2 separate regions of the Mus musculus genome follow, and region 2 is linked to region 1. A link is a contact called in public HiChIP or PLAC-seq data. All regions are on one chromosome and are shown on one strand. The core of a region is the stretch at or near the end of the contact, and the rest is flanking DNA. Distances in the headings are between cores, read along the strand shown.

The links. HiChIP or PLAC-seq counts read pairs in DNA pulled down with a chosen protein or histone mark.
Region 2: an HNF4G HiChIP or PLAC-seq map of pancreatic cancer cells shows a contact between it and region 1. The contact joins two enhancer-like sites. A contact is called at or near these places in 1 of 484 Hi-C or Micro-C datasets (the G1E-ER4 cell line), 3 of 115 datasets of contacts at active chromatin or transcription factors (the SCID.adh cell line, embryonic stem cells and pancreatic cancer cells) and 2 of 9 other capture datasets (adipose tissue and liver).

What each region holds. Positions count from the first base shown.
Region 1 is chr5:148,357,831-148,363,809 of GRCm38.p6, reverse strand. All of the region lies in intron 2 of Slc7a1 (solute carrier family 7 (cationic amino acid transporter, y+ system), member 1), which reads left to right. Among named protein-coding and RNA genes, the nearest start is that of Slc7a1, 39 kb to the left of the region's middle. Within about 2 kb of position 2,364, at least 108 of the 459 cell types and tissues checked have an H3K27ac peak or open chromatin away from gene starts, as enhancers often do. A contact at or near this core is called in the G1E-ER4 cell line and pancreatic cancer cells, where this site is marked.
Region 2 is chr5:148,521,500-148,527,811 of GRCm38.p6, reverse strand. The region is part of intron 1 of Ubl3 (ubiquitin-like 3); the gene reads left to right. Among named protein-coding and RNA genes, the nearest start is that of Ubl3, 28 kb to the left of the region's middle. Within about 2 kb of position 4,096, at least 34 of the 459 cell types and tissues checked have an H3K27ac peak or open chromatin away from gene starts, as enhancers often do. A contact at or near this core is called in the G1E-ER4 cell line and pancreatic cancer cells, where this site is marked.

The DNA.
Region 1 (5,979 bases), core at 1,115-3,614:
CTTGGGAAATGTTGTGCCAAAGTATAGGGCAGTCATCATTTGGTCCTCAGCCCCATGTCCTGAGCAACGCCTCTACTCAGAATTCACAACCAAAACCAACAGGCCAGCTCGCCACCATCCTTTCTTGGAATAAGAGAGACAGGCCAGGCAATAGTGTCTGTGGCACATCGCCAGGAGACCTTCCTGTCTTGGCCAGCCATGTTTATGCCTCTTACTTCGTCATATCCAGCACGGGGGGGTCTTCATGGAGTCTGATTGTTATAAAGTATAGCGCAGTGGTGGCAGAGGGGTGTGTGTGTGTGTGTGCGCGTGTGTGCGTGTGTGCGCGTGCCTGGTGGGCCTGTGCCAAGGAGTCCCCTGGAGAAACCGCGCATGCTATGCAACAGACCTAATATAAAGGAGGTTTGTTTGGGGAAAAGGGAGGGAGTGAGGGTCTGGAAGAGGGGTATAGAGGCAGATAGAGCCATGCCATGAGGGCAGAGAAGGAGGGACAGAAAAGGGGGGGGGGCACGAACAAACACAAGAACTGGGGTGATGCCACTCCTGGTGGAGGCAGGTCATGGTGGCAGGTGATGACGTACGGCTGTTGCCGGGTCCCTAGGAGGAGCCTAGCAGAATGGCCTGTAAGCTAACATTGCCTCTTCTCCATCCACAGGGCAGGGTTTGTAGTATACAGCAGGCACTCAATAAGTACTTGTTGTGCAGGTGGTTGGATCTGAGCAGTTACTTGCTTTCTTCTTGCCATGGAGATAGAAGCACTGCGTGGCCAGGGCAGTGAGCGGCTCATCTTTTGTGGGATCTGAAATCCTACCATGACGATGGCCCATCATGGAGACCTTTTTTTTTTTTTTTTTTTTTTGGAGACAGGGCCTTATTATATAGTCCCGGATGGCCTGCAGCTCCATCCATATGTAGAGCGGGCTGGCCCCAGACTCAAAGGGATCAACTCAACTCTGCCTCTCAAGTGTTGGGATTAAAGTTTCGTGCCTCAATACTTGGCCAGAGACATATTTTTTGGTGTTACTATAGGTAGCGTTTTGTTTTGCTTTTTAAATTTCAGTTTTTATTTATTTATTTATTGCTAGTATCATATGTGTGTGTGTGTGTGTGTGTGTGTGTGTGTGTGTGTATAATGTATTGTGATCCATTTCCTTGAGGTGTAGGACTGGCGATCTGAGGCTTGTTGTCAAGGGGCCTGTCCCAGTATGGCAGCTTGCTCCGATGAACCAGTATGGAGGGGCTACAAACAAGATACAGCCCTGTATGGCTGACCTCCCTGCCGGAGTGACACCCAGCCCATCACTTTGCATATTCTCTGGGTTCCAAGGATGCTTCAAGCCATCCAAGTGGGTGTGGTGGACAACCTCTGGCTGTGTCAGGGTCTCTGGGCCCTGTGTGTGTGGTGGCTGGAGTACACAGCCTTACGGGGAGCATGGCGGCTTCGGCTACTCTTCGGAGTTTGGCTGTATAGAAGAATGTGTTCTAGACTCTTGAAGGACTTCTTCTTTGCTGTAGCAAGCAAGGCGACCTTGAAATAGGTTGTCAGGTGACAGGGGTGGGGGAGAGGGACTATGGTGGATCTTGCTTAAGACATAAGTTGAAATGTCTGCATTCAGCTTTTAGGCATTCTTTAAAAGGCTAGACGTGTAGCTCAGCAGTGGGCGTGTGTTGAGCTCATTCCATCCATCTCCAGGAACACACACACACACACACACACACACACACAGCCTTAAAAATAGTAGACAGGACCTATGGCCTTCTTCTCAGATGTACAACAGACTGTCAGGAAGAAGGAAGCAGATTCAGCTATTTGGGTCTAAAGCATTTGAGGCAGTGGGTCAAGTTCAGATCCTGGGGTGATGTGACCTTATCACATTAGAATAATTAAAGCAAGCAGTCGACACAGCCACTAACCTACATAACTAGAATTCACTGCTTGTGGCCACAGTGCTCTCCCACGGGGCAGTTAGCCTCATTCCTTTAGAATTACTCCAGCGTTCTGGGTGCCTTTCCTTCCCTCCACCTGTCCTGTGGGCTGCTTGGATCTTTGATCGTGCAGATAAACATTCCGGTCTCCAAAGACTTTTCTGTAACTGGACATTTTCTTTCTGTTCCTGCCTCCCAAGGTGTCCACCCATTTATATGCATGTTACACAGGAGGAAACCTTGTGGCAGGGACAAATATGACTACTCGTTTTAAAGATGAGGGCCTGAATGAGTATCTCAGATTATTAACACTTTCCTTCTGGAGCGAGCCTCTGAGATTCTGGCCGCCAGTGAACTGTGACTTGGAATAGACCAGGAAGACTGACCACAAAATGTGGCATTTCCTGTATAGGGATTACTTGTGCATGACCTCGTCTGCCTAGATAATACCCATGGCAACCAGGGGCGTGGGTTCTGTGTGCCTGAGGGCTCTTTGAAAAGTCAGAGCCAGAACTGTGTCACGTTCTGACATTTGTTTAAGCAAAGCTACCTTCGCCAATCAGATTAAAACACTGTACAAGAAGGTGCCAAAACCGGAGCCTATATACGCCCAGCCATGGAAGTCACCCTTGGCCAGCCTAGACCCCTTGAGATGTAGTTCCCCCCAGCCCTCCAGCTTCTCCTTGGCCTCTAACCAGCAGCGTGGTTTCAATTGTCCGTTGCCGCGTGTGCCAGCAGCAGCTGCAGGTGTGTGCTATTTCTACCCAGTACCTGCTGGAAAGTAAACTTCACCATGCCCCTTATAGTATACGTATGCAAAAATGTGTGATTGGAAATGCCCTACCTCTCACCCCACCCCCAATGCTCTCCACCTCTCTAAATTATTCCTTTTCCCCACATCTAATCTTTAGAGTTCATGTTGGCTCTTCCAGCATGAGTTAGAATGAAGCCCCAGAGAAAAATACCTGAAATCCCACCTGGTCTATTTTTTTTAAGCTGTTGGCTATATTTTTATAAAACCAATAAAAATGGTTCAATATTAATAATTCCACATTGTTCAACTTGATTCTATAGGAAAAGACTATTTCACCCAGTCCATTGTCACAGTGGCTGATAACATTTGAAGTTGTGCAGGTCCTGGGCGTGCCCCGGGGCCTGGTGTAGGGTGCACAAACATTTCCGGGTCAGTTGTAGGTGAATTTGTTTCTTTTCGCCTTTAATTTTGGAAATTTCCAGACAGACCCTCACGGAGACAGCGGAAAACATAACAAATCCCACGGACCTAATTACCACCATTTCCTATGTAGACACGAGGTGGGCCGACCTTGCAGGGAGCCTCTTATCTTCTTTATGCCCCTGTGCTGTTTGTTGGTTTCATTAGAGAGATTTTTCTCCCTCTAATTCAAAGGCATTGTGTGCTCAATATAGGTGGGAAGACAGTAAAAGTTCAGGAAATAAAAGAGCCCTATAGTCCTCTAAGAGAGGCCATGGTCTCAGTCACCCTGCCCTGAAAATTTTTCTTTCTTTCTTTCTTCCTTTCTTTCTTTCTTCCTTTCTTTCTTTCTTTCTTTCTTTCTTTCTTTCTTTCTTTCTTTCCTTCTTTCTTTCGGTTTTTCAAGACAGGGTTTCCCTGTGTATCCCTGGCTGTCCTGGAACTCACTCTGTAGACCAGGCTGGCTTCGAACTCAGAAACCCACCTGCCTCTGCCTCCCAAGTGCTGGGACTAAAGGCGTGGGCCACCACTCCCTGGCTGAAAATTCTTTATATACTGTTTTTGATACTTTTGCAGATATATAATATTTCCATCATCATGTTTAATCTCTCGGCCACGTCTAGAGTTCCCTCTACATATGTTTTCCAAGCCTGCTGTCTGTATGACCTCTAAAACCTTCCTACCACAGCCCTGGGTGGTTCAAGCAACTGAAATGACCCACTTTTACCTCCACCCTCTGGTTTCCTATAGTTCAAAGCCAGCAGCAGGGGGTGAGTAGTGAGTGTGTATATATGTGTGTGTGTGTGTTACTTTGAATCACTCCCTTTGTGTTAGGAGTGACCAGTTAAGTTGTCATTAAATGCGAGTCAGTCATCGTGTACTTGTGGATGTTGGGTGGAATGACAAAGTGAGTTGTCAGGCGACAGGAGGCATGTTTGGACAATGTGTCCTGCGAGCCAGGAATGAGAAAAGCTGCACAGGATTACCCTGGCTGCTTGGCTGGGATTCTTAAGCTGGCGGAGGGCGAGACCCAGGTCAGTTAGGGTCCGGCCTGACTCTGTTACAGGGCAGTTAGGTGGCTGGGGGTATGACTATCATGCTTGAGGCTGTGGATTTGACCCTCAGCACACACACACAAAAACAAACAAACGATAATACCAAAACAAACAAACAAAACTCCAACCCGAAATTGAGTCATTTTAGCCCAGTTGGCAGAGAGCACCGCTTTTGATACTAGCTGACCTGAGTTCAGATCCTGTCCTTGCTTCTTTTGAGTTATGTGAGTTGAGCCATCCACCATCAAACTCCACCCCTCTCTCCTTGTAAGAGCTCAGAAAGTTGCAACTTTCCTGACTTCGGGGATGATTAAAGAGACAAGGCTGTGCCGGCCTGGCCTGGCTCTGATATCTGCCTCATCTTTTGCCTAACGGGCCCAGCTCATCGGTTGGTTTTATCCCCACACCCCGGTTCCCTTGTCTGCCCCTCGTTTTCCATAGCTTCTTTCCTTTGTCTACTTTCGAATCATTGGAGTTCGTAGGAACTACGTGTGTCGGTCACCAAGTGGAGGGCTGAGACATTGCTGGAGGTCTGGAAGGTAAGGTGTGGTCCCTGGCTCAGGTGGATGTTGGTGACCAGCCCAGGTTCGTTAAAGGTTCTGTTGACTGGACAAATGAATGAGCTGGGGATGTGTTAGCTGATTAGTTAACCGGAAGTGAAATTAGCTTTTGCACGGAAACCTCTGCCTTATCCTTGGTCGAAGAAGATGTTTCTAGAAGGAGCCAAAGAAGTCAGCATTCCATCTCAGGGGAACATGAGTAAAGCCTATTTTATGGACACCCTGGTTCCTTGGGCCAGACCCCAGTTAGCCCTGCTCCACTGGGGACTGTCCCCGGGAAGCTTGGGAGCTCCTGTAGCCACTTGTACATGCCTTTGAAAGGTATCTGGGGTGTCCCTGAGAGGAGTCATTGTCCTGGTTGGTCCCTTTCCACCCGGGGTGGGTGCTCTATGGTTTGGGTAAGGAGCTTTGAAAGAGCGTGTGTATGGTAAAGCAGACAGAATCAGTGGTGTCTATGGCAAAGCAGGTTCAAAACCCAGTATGAACTTGGTGGCTTGCTTTGTAATTAAGATTTAAAAGGAAAAGAAGGGGGGGAGGCAGAGGAGAAGGACTAGTAAGTTGGCTTCTCATCCTGTCTCCCAGTGCTCTATCCCACGGGGGCCTCACAAGACCTGCACTAGTAAGACTAGTTTCTGTGTGTGTGTGTGTGTGTGTGTGTGTGTGCACGCGTGTGCATGCCATGTGTGTGCCAGTGCCTGTCCAGCCAGAAGAGGGCATTGGATCTTCATGGGCAGGCTTGGTATCCCATGAGTCCACCACAGCCGGCATTCACTCTCAAGCTTATTTGTTTGAGCCTCTGCGAGGTATATATAGGTATGTATAGGGTATGTATAGGGTATGTAGACCCTGCTCAATCATGTTGGAGCCTTGAGTAACCCGCGGTCCTTAGCTGCTTCCCATGTGGTTGAGGGCTAAGGCTCTTTGTTGGTGCCTTTTCCCCTCCACTTCCCACCTTTGGATTATAGCTTGTGGGTATGAAGTGTCTTCAAAGGTCCAAGTGTTGAAGGTTTATCCCTAGCTGGTAGGTTTTAACATTAATCACAAAACCTCTACTTATTCAATGGATCCATCCACTAATGTATCATAATTCAGTGGCTTGCAGTACTTGGGGGAGACATGAGACTAGGGGACATGTTCTTGGCTGTATCTTTGCCTAGGCCCTGTCTTTTGTCTCTCTGGCCATGAGATGAGCCTTTTTGATCTAGCACATGTGCAAGAGGCTATG
Region 2 (6,312 bases), core at 2,847-5,346, 160 kb before region 1:
AGCATCATCCAGCTGAAAGTGGTGTATATCCTACAGTGCTTGAAACAACCCCACAGTGAAGGGTTTCCCAGTAAACAGCTTTAGACTGAGGTTGAGACACTGGTCTTTGCTTAAGGATGTGGATAAAGAAAGAGGGCTGTAGGGCTGCTTATGCGGTTAGTTGGCAGTGTTTGCCTAGCTGAGTGAAGCCCTGACTTTGAGTCCCAGCACCTACACACTGGGTAATAGTGCTAGACACCTGTCATTGAGGACTTAGGACATGGGGGCAGGAGGATCAGAAGTTTAGGCTTATCTTTAGCCCTATAGACCTAGAGCTGCAGTGGATAGTGGAGCTGGAATTTGCTAGCCAAAAACAAGGGTAGCAATCTTTACCTTGTATACTAGCAGTGTTATCATTCCTGCTGTTAACAGCACCAATTAAAATACTTCAGACATTACTAGCATAATTTCTGAAGCAGTGTACTGAATGTTTGAAATCTGGTAAGTTCCTAAATAGATCCTAAAATTCGGGGTTTTCTTTACAGCTAATTTGATAAGGTGTGCCTTCCGAAAACATTGTCACTAATTATTTGTCAGTAATTTGTAATTGGCATGTCACTGTTTAAAGAAACACTGAACTGTACTCTTTCTATAATGTGCTCCCGAATCCCAGGGTTCTCTCTAATATGTTTTTTTTTTAATTCCTTGAATCCTATATATGAAATCTGGGGAATAACATTGAATTTAGAGTAGTGCCCCATAAGAGGTTAAAATAATCTGCAAATAATACTCATAATCTGTTGATAAGTAATACCCTTTGTGTGAAGGCCGTGTTGGGCAGGTGAGGCTTTTCTAACCGTATATGCTTCATGGAAGCGTCTTCACACTGACATGGTCTAAGGGACTAGCGTTGAGACCGTGGAAATGTAGAGTGCTGGTAGATCCTGAAGAGAACCTTATGTGTTTACCATGGGAACACAGCCACTGAGACTCTGGGAGGCCTGCTCTGCCATGGTAATCATGGCATTTCCCTTCCTCTAAATGGCCCCGGGTGGTTTTATTGACGCACGTTAGGGAGAATGATCAGCTGCTGCAGTACTTGGATGAGTTTTCATGAGGATATTTATTGCTTGTGCTACCACAGATACTGTGGAAAATGGTAGGGAGAAGAGTGGAAGAGAGCAAAGACCTGTAAACTGCTTGGGCATTATGATCCTGCTCTCCAGGAGTTTGCAGTGTAGTGGTGAGGGTTATGTACAGCATACTAAATTTGCACAAAGGATTTACAGGTTTAAATCTGTGCTAGACCTTGAGGGTCTGTCATAAGAGGACATAAAGGGAGAAGCCATTTTCATTGACACTAATTACTCTTTCACATACAAATCTAGATTCACAGCACGTGGACGATGTAGAGTTTACAGTAAGTTTTTATTGCTTTTTAATCTTTACAGTAGTGAGTTATGTAAAGTGTTTCCAATGCACATGGCTAGCATATAGTGTCAGTGTCGAGACTGTGACAGTACATTGCTTTGCTCAGTGGTTCTCAACCTGTGGGTTGCTAGCCCTTTTCGTGGGTTTTGCATATCAAATATTCGGCATATCAGATATTTAAATTATGGTCCATAATGGTAGCAAAATTATAGTTATGAAGGAGCAACAAAGTAATGTTATGATTGGTTACCACAATGTGAGGAACTCTAAAAGAGGATTACAGCATTTGAGAGATTGATAACCAGTCGTCTTCCATTAAAATTGTTCTTTTTCCTCTGTCTGCCCAGTGGGAAGAAGTGCACTGGGAGGCTCAGCTAACCCTGTCGTACTGACAGCAGCCAACAGAGACAATGCACTTCTTTAATGCTCAGATTCTCTGATCCCACACATGCCTTTACCTCACTGAACATCATGTCTCTCTTCAGTTGTAGAGCGTGCCTGCACAGGATTTTATTTCTTCTTCCCCTTTGACTGAAGAAATGGGAGTTTGGTGTTGAGGCAAAGCCAGGAAATAAAATATGAAGAACAGGAAAAATACATTTCAATTTTTTTCTTTACAGCTTATTTGATAGGGTGTATCTTCAGAAAATATTTTTACTAATTGTAAGGAAATTGTAATTGCTATGTCACTGTTTGAAGACACCACGACACCAAGCTGTGTTCTCTTTCTACAGTGCATCATGTTCCCTCACATAAGGGTTTTCTCTAATGTCTTTCTGTGATTTCTCTAAATCTAGAATGTGAAATCTGGAGGACACCAGTTAAATTCAGAGCAGTACCCTGTAGGAGGTTAAAAAGACGAGGCTTTATTCTGACAGGTTCCTGGCAGCTGATAATCACACCTTGTCTGTATCGGGGAAGATGTTCAGGTTCATGGCAGGTGCTGAGGAGCCCGGCTCTCTTAGGGAGGGAGTCGTCGGCGTCACAGCTGTACAACACCAGCTGGTTTTGAGCAGGCAGGAATCCATCCTTATCCTTATCCTGGATCCTGGGGACACTGTAGTAATCTAAGTATTCCATAGGAAAAGCCCTAGATTATGATGATAGGAGTATATTCTTCCCAGAAAAATGTCTTTACCCCATGGAAAGTTATCAGACACTTAACACCAGTTTTTTAAGTTGTTTTCTTTACAGGAAGTTTCCACCTTTGTTCCAAGTACAAGATGGAGTCTTGTCTGTCACTGTCACTTGCAGTTACAACACATACTCTTAAACCTATGCATATCTCCCTCCCCCATTAATTGTTTTTAGTTTTACATTTCAAGAAATCTAACCTGTCTTGTCATTTTACCCTGAATCATTAGATAAGAAATCCCAAACAAGTAAAAGTCGTCTCTGCTCTGTTACCGCAGTCGGGAGAGTGGACAGCACAGAGACTGGAGGTGCTAAGTCACCTAAAGCAGGATGGCTGTGCAGGTGTTTGCAGAGTGGCCACCCCCTGGCGTTCAGCCACACTTGAGAGTTATGATTTCCACATCTGTACCAACTCTTACTTGTGATTGTAGCCATTCTGGTGGTATCTCCCATTGATAACTAATTAAGAAAATGTCCTATAACTACAGCCTGATCTTAAAGAGACATTTTCTCAATTGAGACTCCCCCCTCTCTGACTCAAGTTTGTGTCAAGTTGATATAAAACTAGCTGGTACAACTATTGATCTTTTCAATGTTTTTTTCAGTGCTTACTAGAATTTAAGATCTGCCATGCTCATAAATTTAGTTTATTACAATGGAAAAAAATCATCAGGTAATTACCTTTCAGATCATTAAAATATCTGAAAGGTAATAGAATCTCAGTTTATAATTGTAGTTTAAAGAACAATTACAGCTGTCCTTCACTTTGTAGTGGGGAAGTTTCCGGACCCCTGTGGGACACTGGAAAAGCTAAGGAATCCTCTGAAATGGAGTGGTACCTGTGTGTAACCTAGCACCTTCTCCATGCACTGGGACCACCTGTGGATACTTAGAACAGCCAGTGCCAAGTACCCTGTTGCTTTGGGAGGAATGTCAAGGAAGATGTCTTGAGTGTTTAATACAGATGTAATTTCTTTCTGACTGTTTTGGTCTATAGTTGGTCCTGTTCATGGAGGACTGTTCATGACTAGCTAATCAACTCTATTTCTCTTGTGACCTCCCCTGGGCCAGTTCTACTGCACACCTCCATGTTGCAACATCTTTTAATTCTTCTCTTCTTTGATCTTTGTTTGAGTATCCTAAGAGCTAGGTAATAACCAATTTCCTTTGAAATAAAAATGTTAAAGCTATTCCTTTTTATAAGCAAACACCTTTCCTACTTGGTATCATTTACAAAATGTACTGATCATTTCAGTATCAGTACTGATACGTCATGCTTTCTGGAGACCTTGGAGCAGTGTGAGATAAATTATTCATGTAGAGATGAGATTTGAAGATAGCAGTGTGATCCATGTGTGTTATTGCACCCTCAGAAAGATCCTATTACTCTGAAGACAAGGCAGAAGGAGGTGGGCGGCATCCTTAGTTTGAGGCTCACTCTGACCTCAGAATGTATGCATAGTTTGTACTTCCTGGGTCAGGGTGGGGTTTGGGGACATACTTCAACTGGGCTGCTGTTTGTTCCTGCTTAGTCAGAGGGCAAACCACTGCCCCACAGTTCTCTTACAGGGAGCAGTTAAGCTTGAAGTGCTGGCCTCCATGTCTGCAACTTAAGGGGTTAGTCAGCAAGAGGTTGACACATCATCCCCCCCACCACCACACCCCCTGTGGTCTCCAATCAGAGACCCTGTTCCTTTTCACTTGGAGAGCCGTCTTCATCATTCACTTTAGCCTTCATTATAGAAAATGTGACTTTTACAGAGTCTAATGGACTCTTCCTGTGTTCTCTAGACTTCCCTTCTCGGAAACCATCTGCTGCCTCCATTCAGCTTTGCCTTAGGATGAATGTTTTTGATGCTGCTGGATTTGTCTGTAGGAAGTATAACTTATGATTCAGAGATCTTTAATTGATAGTCTGAAGCAGCCACCTCTGCTCAGTGCATCAGTGTTGGCGCTGGGGAGCATGGTTAGCTCAGAAAGCTCACATAGATACAGTTTTGTGCTGTGTTTTCCCAAAGATTGTATTTAACATTACATAGTGACATTGATGCGTCCATTACTCAATTGTTTCTGTCCTTGTTTGTGTCCTTATGAGCCCTCCTGCTGAATAATTTGTTATACCAACCCTGAGTATATTTGGATTTTAAATTTTAATTAATGACAATAAATAAAATGCCATTGTATTAAATTCAGAGTTCATGAGTGTTCCAGAGACATTAATTGATAAATGAGAACCTCAATATTAAGAGCCCATGAGATCATAGCTATCTGGGCACCACTAAGTGACAGTATCACTAGTCACAGGTTGATGCAAATTGTCTGTGCAAGCTGAATAGGCCTGCAGAGTGCAGGCAGCATGGAACAATCGCTTTCTTCATAGCCAGACAGAACCACTTCTTCATAAACAGAAGTGCTTGCTAGCACTCTGGAGTAATGAGTTGACAGACATATTGTAAAGAATGATTTTTAAACCTTCTTAACTTCTCAGAGCAACTGTCTTCTATTATTATCACTATGGTCTGTGTCAGAGTGTGTGGAATAGTGAGTTTGTTATTACTTATTTATGCTTAACAGTAAAAGCAGTAGAAACATGGTTTCTTGACAGACAACTTTCTAGTTACACATGTCACTGAACTATTGCAGAAATCCTGGCTATAATCTGGCACACCCTGCTCTATTATTGATTTGTCCTTCCAGTCAGAAGCTGTGGTAGTGCACGCCTTTAATTCAGGCGCTCAGGAGGTAGAGGCAGGTGGGTCTCTTGAGTTCCAAGACAGCCAGAGCTACACAGAGAAACCCTGTCTCAAAAAACAAAAACAAAAACGCCTTTTTTTTTTTATTAGGCAGTGACTGTATGGATTATTTTCAAATGTATAGCTTCCCCTGTTTTTGATCTAATATAATAGTCATGAAATAATATAGTCAAAGGCACCTCATCTCTGAAATCAGTGGTATATGTGATAATTGTATTTGGTGCTACCAGAAATACATTTTTAAGACTGATTTTTTTCAAAACTGATGTGCTAAAAGCTAAACGTATCTTTTTCTAGACAGTATCCCTTTTCTGGTCCTCATTTCTGTGCAATTCTCCTGGCTTCCTCTTACATCTCAGCACCAAAGCTTAGAGCCGTCACTTAGCCTGCCCTATTTTCTCCTCTCTGGTTACCTGTTCTCTCTCAGATTCTGTCCACTGTTGGTCTATCAGCCCAGTCTATTCTATATATTACCACAGGTTTAAAAATTCTCCAGTGTGAATTTGTTTGAAAATTGCCTTAGTCGGGGTTACTGCTGCTGTGATAAAGTACCATGACAAAAACAAATTGAAGAGAAAGGGTTTATTTGGCATATGCTTCCATATCAGGGCAGGAACCTGGAGGCTAGAGCTGATGCAGAAGCCATGGATAGGTGTGTGTGGCTTATTGGCTTGCTCCTCCTGGCTTCCTCAGCCCGTTTTCTTATGGAACCAGAACCACCTGCCCAGGGTGGCCTCACCCATAATGGGCTGGGTCCTCCCCTGTGAATTACTAATGAATGAAATGCCTTGCAGGTCTGGAGAGATAGTTTAGCAGTTAAGAGTTAAGACTGTTCTTCCAGAGGTCCTGAGTTCAACACCCTCATGGTGGCTCACAACCATCTGTAATGGGATCTGATGCCCTCTCCTGGTGTGAGCGAAGACAAGAGCACTCACATACATAAAATAAGTAAATATTGGAAGAAAGAAAGAAAGAAAACGTCTTGCCTACAGCCTGATCTTTAGAGATATTTTCT